Linked DNA regions of Drosophila melanogaster: regions 2 and 3 are each linked to region 1. A link is a contact called in public Hi-C data. All regions are on one chromosome and are shown on one strand. The core of a region is the stretch at or near the end of the contact, and the rest is flanking DNA. Distances in the headings are between cores, read along the strand shown. Region 1 holds the start of CG32115. Region 2 holds the start of CG11263. Region 3 holds the start of nebu (nebulosa).

Evidence for each region. Hi-C and Micro-C count contacts between places; a contact is called where the count stands out from the background.
Region 2: a contact with region 1 is called in a Hi-C map of the Kc167 cell line, with 2.6 times the contacts expected there. A contact is called at or near these places in 14 of 107 Hi-C or Micro-C datasets (the Clone 8 cell line, the Kc167 cell line, the ML-DmBG3-c2 cell line and 5 more) and 3 of 7 datasets of targeted methods (the Kc167 cell line and the S2 cell line).
Region 3: a contact with region 1 is called in a Hi-C map of the Kc167 cell line, with 2.2 times the contacts expected there. A contact is called at or near these places in 6 of 107 Hi-C or Micro-C datasets (the Kc167 cell line, the OSC cell line, the S2 cell line and 1 more) and 2 of 7 datasets of targeted methods (the Kc167 cell line and the S2 cell line).

What each region holds. Positions count from the first base shown.
Region 1 is chr3L:12,911,971-12,915,440 of dm6, forward strand. It overlaps CG32115, which reads right to left and starts at 1,676. Exons shown (of 2, transcript NM_168529.2): 1 at 1,086-1,676; 2 at 57-1,025. The coding sequence starts at 1,557. The coding sequence ends at 70.
Region 2 is chr3L:13,005,149-13,008,618 of dm6, forward strand. CG11263 reads left to right here and starts at 1,669. Exons shown (of 1, transcript NM_140361.2): 1 at 1,669-2,733. The coding sequence starts at 1,764. The coding sequence ends at 2,561. It also overlaps the pseudogene CR14117.
Region 3 is chr3L:12,841,298-12,844,767 of dm6, forward strand. It overlaps nebu (nebulosa), which reads right to left and starts at 1,809. Exons shown (of 5, transcript NM_168523.2): 1 at 1,483-1,809. CG10948 reads right to left here. Exons shown (of 7, transcript NM_168524.2): 7 at 2,957-3,470. The coding sequence ends at 3,364.

The DNA of each region.
Region 1 (3,470 bases), core at 426-2,925:
ACTTGTTAAGTAAATACTTGTCCTTTTTGGTTTGTCAGTAAAATGTCTGCGTGTGTGTATGTGTTTAATTTATTTATTTTCATCCGAATGGTTCCAAAGAAAACTATAATCTGGGCCAGAATCAGAAACAGACTCAAGGCCCGAACTTGCACTGTTATAGTCTATCAGTTCCACACCGAGCGCTAAAAACCGGTCCAATGTCGCTTTCTCATATTTGATCATATTGTCAGGAACAAATATTTTTTTAAGGTTTTTCAGTTTCAAAAACGATTCACAGTTACCCGACCGAAGAATGTCCACCTTCTCTGTAAATATACTTAGGGTTCCCTTAGCATTAAAAATAATTTTTGTGTCTAAATTTGAGATAGTGCATTGTTTTTCTAGCAAAGCTGCATAATCATCGGTAATTATTGAAGCCTTATTGAGTGTGCTTAATCGTTTAAGATTTGGGTGTTGTACAAAATGGCTAACGCTTTTAGGATCATAAAATCCGCACTCCAACCCTCGTAGTTCATTTAATTTCGAAATAAGCTGTACCATTTCATCATCAATGTTAAAACCTAAACGCAATTCCCTTAGTGTAGATTTTTCCTTTTCGTGTAAAGCTTTAAGGAGCTGAAAGATTGGAATGGACCGCGTATAAGTTGAGACTGCTCCAATTTCCTCGAAGTACATGCCCATATCTTCTTCTTCTTCGTGCGATTCAATGTCGATTTCCATATCATTTTCATTATTTTCAGGCAGCAGAATTATCAATTTTTGTAGCCTATTTAAACGCGATAGTCTGACGTAATCATTATCCCATGCATTATCATCCAGTATAAATTTTAAATTCTTTAAATTGGAGCAGTGGGGAACGATTTGAGCTAGCTTTCCATGGTCGGAAAAGTGACTTTGATTCACTTCCAAGGTACTCAATTTAGGGTTATAAAGGCAAAATTTCTCAAGGTCAGAAATTTCAATAGATGCCGTTAGGATGAGCTTGGAGATATTTCGAAAGCCATGAAGGTTACGTATTTCACGACCTGCAATGTAAAAATTATGTTATAGAAAAATATATGCGTGTAGACACGGATTCCATTTACCTGGTATATTAAGAATTAACTCAATTGGTTTGCTGTTACGTTTCAATTGCAATATCTTTAAAATTTCATCAGCGAAACTCGAGTGCTCCTCGTAAAAGAATGCATCGAGATTATTCAGTTTAAGTCTTCGAATACTGGGATTTGATACGATACTAGTTATGATGTTCACCAAATGCTTTCTTCCTTCCTCTGTTTCTGCATTTAGAGTTTTATACATCGCGTCAAGGTTTATGGTTATATTTCTCCGCGGAACTACATGCAACTCATGTATCGCCAAACGTGTGTAGAAATGTATATCCCAGTCCCTAACGATTCGTGTAAATTTAAAGCTTGCGGTAGCGAAATTAAGGATATCAGCGTATTTTATGATCTCCTCAGTTTCATCGCCATGCTGTGTTTCACAGTTTTTCTTCAGAATGTCGAGTATGCGAAAGAAAGCAAAATGATTAATGTCTGTTATTTGGGTTTTCATTTTATGGCAGGAAACTGTATATATATCTCTACATATATATGTATATTAAAGTATATATGTATAAAAGTAAAAATGTTCGCTAAGAAACGTCCGATACGGTCTCGATTTGAAGGTATATTGCTCTTTAGCTATGAGACAATTTCATTGTGACGGCAATAATACCATACCCTATACTTTCGAGGTGGTTTAGGCTACCTAATGTTATTATAACTTTTGTCTAAATTTATTTCACTGATTTTGATTTGGTATATAATTCTAGTTGCGGAGCTATAACTATGAATTATATTATTTTGAACACTATTGCTAATGACAATACAACATACAGGGTATTTCCTTCTCGAGCATTGGTTATTACATGTTACTTGTTATTATCGCTGTTGATAATACAAAAGTCACACTTATGCAAAGTTGCGTGTATGTGGAGAGTGATGAAATTAAGAGGATCATGTAAGAGAAAACGCGCTCTATTATTGTTCTCTTTGTACTCTGTCATTGTTGCCTCTTCCATGCATGTTAGAGAGTAATCGTGCTATTCGCTTGCAGACAACGAGAGAGTACAGTTCTATCGTTTGCTTAAATAAAATTATTATTGAATAGTTAGAACATTGAGAGTGTTTCACTATTTGGTTGATGGTCTGGCTTATAATATACATACTTAAACGTATTATATTATATTAAATTCAATAATCGCGTTAAAAGAATGAGCGGATTGTTGTCCAGAAATAATTAAGGCATAAGCCGATAGTTTGTAAATAATTAAGCGGTATGATATCGATACATACAGAAGAGATGAGAGAAGAGTTTGAAAAGAAGCGCACGCGAAGTTTGTGAAAGCTATAGTTAATTAAGTATAGTTTCACAATGTTACTGTCTTAGCCAACACACAATAAACACTCCACCACTCGAAAAGCCAGCCATATTTGCATTTTACACTGGCTTTTGAGGGTGTAATTAATTGATCAAATAGTTGGATAAACCAAGACAATTGGATGGGGTGTATGCATGTAGAGCTCGTTATGTTAATGTGACGACGGACATCATTATTTAAAAGTTGAGGGCATCGCAGGGATTTATGATCTTCGCCACGCCCTGTGAATGAAAACTTAAAGCGCAGTTAAAGTTTGTTTAAAGTAGTTGCCGTGGCCAAGTGAAACTGGCAGCTGCACTTAATTTGCAGTCAGCTCATTTGTTTTGCCAACCACCTAGCCACCCATCCACCCCAAAAACCCCATGAAGCTGGCATTTTTCTCTGCCTGTCCCCCCTTTTTATATCCCAGTTATCTCGTACTCCTTACGTCTCTATCCCATGGTATGCGGTTAAAAAAAAAAGAGAAGAAACTTTAGAAGCCGTTACTTCTGGTTCGTCCTTCCACCGCTCGGAAAATCCGCCCCGTAGCGTTGTTGTTGCGGGTGCGTGTAATCTACTCAAAGCAAATAAATTTTTAATGCTGACTAATGTAGAAAATGTGAGCAGAAATTTACCTGGAAAACTATAAGAGACCGTGGCGTCAACTTCCGCATTTTTACTCCATCCTTATCCTTCCAGCTTCAAGACTTTAGTTCTTGGTCCATCGTAATTTGCAACGCAGGATATTACAAATTGAAAACGAAGCCCGGCTCGCTGAATATTTACTTAGGGCTGAGAAATCATTTTTTAAAAGGTATGAGAAAATGACCCAATTGCGAATGTAAGAACTTGACAACATTTTGAGGCATCGATGGGTCATGCAATTATGAAAGGCAACAAAACAGCGCAACAAATTGGCGAAAATGGTAAGTCATTAAAACAAACATCACAGAAAAGCTTCGCACCAAAAAACTCGAAGACATTTTAAATGCGAAAATAACTGAGACAATGGCTTGGCGTGAGGGAGGTTGCAGATGAAAATTGCAAGGCAGCAGCAGTCGCAACA
Region 2 (3,470 bases), core at 419-2,918, 93 kb after region 1:
CATTTTGCATTGTTCGCCACAAAGTATGCAACAATAATTGACAACGCGCAAAGCGGAAACAAAACGCAAACTAAACAAAAAGGGAGCTTTGAAGCAAAGTCCTGGTTATTTGCCTCATTATTCAATGGAAAAATGCTGTTTATGATATTAATTATAATAGGGAACTTGTCTCTTGCCTCTTAGATTTTTTTTGTTCGACAATAGTTTTGTAATTAGGTAAGCTTTATTTGCTTTGATTTGGACATTCAGGAATAATAATGTTTACTTTATAGTAATGTGCCGTGTTTTAGAAAATATCAACTTTTTTTTTATTTATTTATTATTAATTATTTATTATTTAAAATATACCTAAGTAATTCATATCTTAAAATAAGACAGTATTGTATACATTTTTAGTTAAATATTTACTTTATGTATTATTTTATTTTATATCACCAAATTTATGTATATATTAACTACATATATGTCAGCAATTACATTTATTTGCAGATCCAACAGCCCAAAGAAGATAAGCAAATGCGATATATTTGGTACACTCAATTTACTTAGCAGGGCATTAAAATTAAACCTGATTTGCTCTTTGAACGGCTCAATTCGGTGATGTTGCAGTTGCCTGGGCCGCGATTTAATTACAAGGACCAAAGCGGCTCCTGCAGTGCCAATGGCAATATAAATGGCAATGTTGAAAGCGGAGCACTGGGCCCGCATCTAAGCGCATTAAGTATGCGCCGCGTGCGCCAATTAGATTGAGTCAGCTGCCTGGAATTACGGCCAGTATTGTGTGCAAACCTCCTTTGCCATCTTCTTTCACTTTTTTATTTTCGTCGTTTTCCATCCAATGCGCTTACAAACCAATTAACCTTTTGCAGTGCAATCGCTTCGGGTTTTATTATTAGCCGGAGCGAAAGGTGCGGATTTGCGAAGAAGCACTTATTTGTTCCATTTTGCGGTGATGACCACTTTAGACTGGCCCCTGCCGTGAGCTGGCCGTTAGCAAATCGATCGGATTGCTACAAATCTTCGGGCATCGTCGGTGATTAACTTGTGGTCAAATCATAAGCGATTCAATATCCTGGCAACCAATCCAGTTCCATTATCTATGCCCTTAATTATAGGTGAGCTGTAAGGCAAAGCTCCTTTAAACTTGGTTAAGTAATGGGCGTCTTAAGACTATAAATGTTAGCAAGTAATAGCACACATAAGCATTTTGACATTTTTCCGGAAGTAGTAATTAAAAAATGTATTTCTTATTAATAGTTAATAGAAAGTAATACAAGTGCTTTCTAAACAGACACCTCAAATTAATGCTAAAGTTCAAACATTACGACTGCCACACTTTGAAATGCCACGCCCACAATTTTTTAATTTTTCCTCATTTTATTCTTCAATATCTATCGATATCCCAAAAAAATTATGAAATTTCGCTTTCGTTCTACTGGCTGAGTAAAGGGTATCTGATAGATAGTCGGGGAAGTCGACTATAGCATTCTCTATTGATTTTTATTTAATTTTTTCAGTGTGGTGTGTGACCTGGCTAAATGAGGTGAGTGTGTAAGCCAACCGAGGAATGTGTATCAACTAAGTCGGAAGGTAATCGATAGTTCTGATAATTGTTGTCCTTATACCATCTCGATTCCAATGTAATTCTTGATATCGATAAATTTGCTGTCGTTGTTCTTTTCAAAGCTTTTATTATCCGAAAAGGTTAGTTTCTATTAAAATTGGTATTTAAAGTAACTTAAGGCAAATTAGCATAAATTACAATGAACAAGAGCGATGGAAACGAGAGCTTTGCTCTGGACAGTCTCCCGGAAAACATTCGTTACCCTTTCGGAAAACGAGAACTGGAAATCCTGGAGAAGCAACTAGATCGAATTGTTTTGATATACCAGGTGGATACCACATACCACAGTGCACTAAAGGACATAAAGGATCAGAAGATCATATCGCTGCTGGTGGAGCCCAGTTTTTACGGACGACATCACCCCACGTCTATTTTGGTGGTAGCCACGTGCAATGGAACGTACATTTTCGACATCAAGGCCCTTGGCTTGATATTTCTGGAACTGGCCAAGATTCTGGAGGCGGATCAGCCGCGCAAGGTAATCCACTACAGCCACCGGATCGCCGATCATCTGTTGCATAGGCAACGCATCTCGTTGGGAGGAATATTTGATACCTTTGTGGCTGTATGCCTGAGCAGCAACACAAGAATTCCGTACACCTTGCCAGAGGCTATATCTCTCGTCTTCGGACTACCCATGGAGAAGGTGACTGGAGGCTGTGAGTCGCAGCGTAACTTCACTGCTCGTCCACTGACCCACAGTCAAATGAGATACTTGGCCAAGTTGGTCCAGCTTCAACACATAATGCACGATCATTTGAATTATAGTCACATCTTTTGCGCCGAGGTTTATCGCATATCCTTAGAGTTCAGCCACAGCTACTACGGCTTACGGTCCTGCGACGTCGCCATAAACATGGCACCTGCCAGTAGCTTCGGGTTCCAACTCTTAGATTCATTCTGCAAAAAGGCCGACAAGGAACTCGAGCAGATCTAGGAGAGCACCAAATGGGTCGCAAGGTAAGGGATTAGTTTGGCAGGAATGTAATGTAATAGCTTCTGCTGATATGTGTCTCATATATGCATATATGAGGTCAAGCATGATAGGTCAAGGGACTTGCATGATATGCTCTCTTATTAAATGAAAATTTTTTTTCTTAAAAGTTCTCAAAAATCACGTTTTTTTATGAAACTAAAAGAATACAATATCTAAAGTGTAATCATTCGGCCACTTCATCGACTCTATATATTTATAAGAATATTCTTTTATACATAAATATCTTATAAGAAGTAGGTAAGATACCTAAAAAGAAAACCGTTGCTTACATACCCTTACAGTTTTACATTTTAGCTAATTTAAGACCCAAATGAAACATTTATTAAAAGAAGTCCCATGTAATACAAAAAAGATCAAACACAACGGAACTATATTTTATTTTTTATTATCCAATTACATTACATTACAAAAATATAATGACCCAATAATGATTTATTGTTCCCTTAAATTATATCGATATCGAAACGATAGAGGCCCGATCAATGAAGATCGATAGTCAAAAAACTGGTCACCTTAAAAGCAATGACTGATCAGCTGTCCAAAAAACCTAAATAATAAATAATTTGAATATTAATAAATAAATAAAGTTTTTAAGAAAATCTGGAGGAGCACAAATATTAGAAGAAAATTCAGAAAAACAAAGTCACTGTCAAAACACCATCAAATATGAACCGGACCCTGAAGATACAAATGAACAAATGATAAAGAATACAGAACATATTAAGGATAGATGTCAAAATTTCATAAAAACGGAAAATCCCACAGATTTATCTTATTCCCAGACTGGCTTATAAGAGGGTGAGCTTAAAAACAGGAAAAAAACGTTTACATTTCTAACGCTTCCATCTT
Region 3 (3,470 bases), core at 559-3,058, 71 kb before region 1:
TCGCGATTCTCCAAAGTACGTGATTCTATTTCCAGTTTTTATAATACCCCTTCCCATACTAATATAAAAAAATCGAATTTTGACAATAACTTGGTTGGAAAGGTTTGCCCAGTGGGTTTTTTTCAGATCGCTGGGCAGATACCTGGAAGTACTTTGCGGTTGGGAAACTTATGTTCGGGAATTTAACGCTAGCAGAGTGGGATGGATCATGCCATAAATAAGTGTGTAGATCGTGTATTTTATGAATCGAATTTGTTTACAGACCATGTGGACATTTGGCACGTTCCAGTGTCTCATCAAGTTTACGCTTAACTCAGCACAAAGCTTTTCCCCCATCGAAGGCGGAATAACATGTTCCCCACTCGACCCTATAGACATAGTTCAGTTCCCAAACGCATGTCACAGTCCCTAATTAATCATTGTTTACTGTCGAAACATTCGCATGGCAAGTGCTTAGACTAGGGAGCTCCAACCCCTGACATATTTCTACTACACAAATTTAAAAGAGGGAAATGCGCTGATTGACCAAGTGCACCACTTTCAATTTTACACAATGAAATGGAAAAGACACGAGAAGCCGCTTAGAAATGGTTTACTTCTCCCTCTTTCTCTATGAATTTATGTATTTTTCACAATTCTTTTATACAATTCTTTTACTGGTTGTAATCTCTATCTGCGCTAGTACTTAGAATATTAAAGTGTAATACTTTTTATCGGCAAACAACATTTTTTTGCGTTGACGCTCATTTTAAAATTTCATTTCCTCTCGGCTTCATCTGTGACGTCAAAAAATATATATTTCCTAATGCTCAACAAGTTTTCGATATGTTTTTATATATTAATGGTAATCTGTGTTAATTATTTATTGTTTGGTTTTCAGTATCCCGTGACAAGGTAAAACTATATTACTATCGCCAATTGTATCATAAATAAAATTGAGTTAATTCTAACTATAAATTATAAATAATCGTGAAACTTAAACCTAAAAATTAATTTTTAACACTTTTGATTGATAGAAACACTTAACTATTCGAAATTTCGTAAAAATTCCAGACTTGATTGGAATTTAATTATATCAAAAATTTTGAAAACTTGTTTAAAATTTCAAAGTTTAAATATTAAAATCTCTTAGAATAAGTCATCATAAAAAGTCATTAGTGCAAAAAAGCATCGCATAATCAGATGAATTCTTTTTTCAATATTTTAAAAACAGTGGAAAATTTTGAAAATATAAACCTGCTATTTTCACACAGGTTTCACATTGATATGGGTACGTATATTTGTACTAAAAATGAACTCAAGTTGTTTCAGGTTTCTGTATTTATTTTGAAATATTTTTCTGCTTTTCCCCCTAGCCGGTAATTTATCACTTTGTCCGGCAGATTGGTATAAATTTTGGTGTTCTGTGTTATTTGTCGCTTTTTCGGAAATGCCAATGGCTCTCAAACTACGTTCAAAAGACCGGGTGAAAATCGAACTTACCCGCGTAAAAAACAAAAACACGAGTTTTGTTGTTGCCCCTGCAGCTTCCCACTCGAATTCGTGAACTTGAATTGTCCTTTGAAGAGAGAGACTTTCCTTTATCTCCCCTTTTTTTTCGATTTGTTCCGTTTTTTTTGCACAAAGAAAGTGCACGTAATTATATTAAAATATACAGCGGCGGACGAAATTACAGTTCACATGCACGCACTTAAAACACCCCGTTACTTGGACATGTACGACAAAATCAGTGGTTCGTTCCAATGGAATCCTCCTGCGGGCTTCTGGAACAGAACCGCGCGCCTCGAATTCGCAAAAACGACTGATAGCATTGATATAGACGGGCCTCCCTCGTCGACGTTCGCAGCGGCACAGCGGCAGAAAAGCACTCCAAATACACCGATGCACAGAGAGAAAATACGTGCTGTTTATGGCTATTCATTCTTTGATGGTATAAGAGAGATATTCTCTTAAATACCAAAAGGCTCTGTAATAATTAAAGAGGTATAATAACGCCTATTAGGTTGAAAAAATATGTTAGGCCAATTCAAAAACAGAAGTGATTTTTTTCCGTGCTGCGTAGTACTTTGTTTTTGCTTTGGGAAATTTACGCTCATGTTCTTATTCTCTCTTTCATCTCCCCCTTTGCATATGTAGTTGTTGTTGTACTTTCATCTCTCAGTAATTTTGTTTTTGCGGTTACGGCTTATTCTAAATTTCCAAACGCGCTTTAAGTACGATAAACGTTTCGTTGACGTCACAAATATTGGGTAAACTCATAGGTAGAGTATGGAATTTTATCACGTCACTGAAATATGTGGGAGAGAACGGGGAGGTAGAGGGGTCAAAGGACACGGGGAGGCAGGATGCTGTTGGGCATTGTCCTTGGCAGAGGACGCGCAGCTTCATTTCGCGCACTTTATAGCGGCTTACGCCACAAACGTAAGCTCCTTACGTAATGTTTTGGAGTTACATATGTGTATGTACATATGTAATGTATTTCTGCAGGATAACAACAGACTTCATCATATTGTATGTAATAAAATATTTCACCAAGTCCATGAATTCTTGCTTAGGAGGAAGCTGAAAATTCTTTCGACTGTATTTTCATAATACAACTTTAGTCAAAATATCACAAGAAATAAAAGAATTTGGAATAATAATCGCATTCATTAAATCCTTTTTAATGGATCAATCTTGTTAAAGCTCAAATAAAACTGCTAATGTTATTTGACATCGTGTTCGATTTCAATTAACGAATCATGTAAAGCTTGTGAATCAGGAAGCTTACAACTGATAACCAAACTCATAAATTAAGTTTAATTTTATTTTAATAAAATCAATTTTAAAAATAAGTATGGAAATCTCAAAATATTTAAGATGCTGTATTCGATTTCAAGATTAAGCTCTCTTGAAAGATGTGTGTTTGTGTCATTAACCAAATATTTTATCTGATTCAAATTAAAGAAAACTCTTTGTAGTTTAGCATACAATTTATTTGGTTCCATTCTTTCGCTTCCGTTCAACAAAAGCAACGCGACCTTCTGCCTCTCAGTTTATTTAAAATATTGATGTATATATATTTTGTATATATTGAATTCATTTAGCTTAAGTGTATATATATTCTTTAGGTTGAGTTATTTAAATAATTGAAACGGTAGTTAGTTTGTGGTGTCTTTCTTCCGATTGAGTTAACTTCGAGTACTTGCCCTTAAACCTGGATCTGGTCTCATTAAGTCGTGATTTCATTGAAAAACTTGCGTCTTTCCTTTGGTTAACATTTCACTTTCCTCCGCTTACTCGCTACTCATTATGATATAGTTGTAAGATAATTAAAGCATTTAATTGTCATCTTATTCGAGTCTACATTCCGCATTCATCCCCTCACTTTGACTCCGTCTGAGATTCAGTTGGTTCGCTGAAGCCACAGAATCTCCACTTCTCCTTTTCCGGCTTGAAGAGATTTGTGTACTTTCCGAGTATATTGGCTA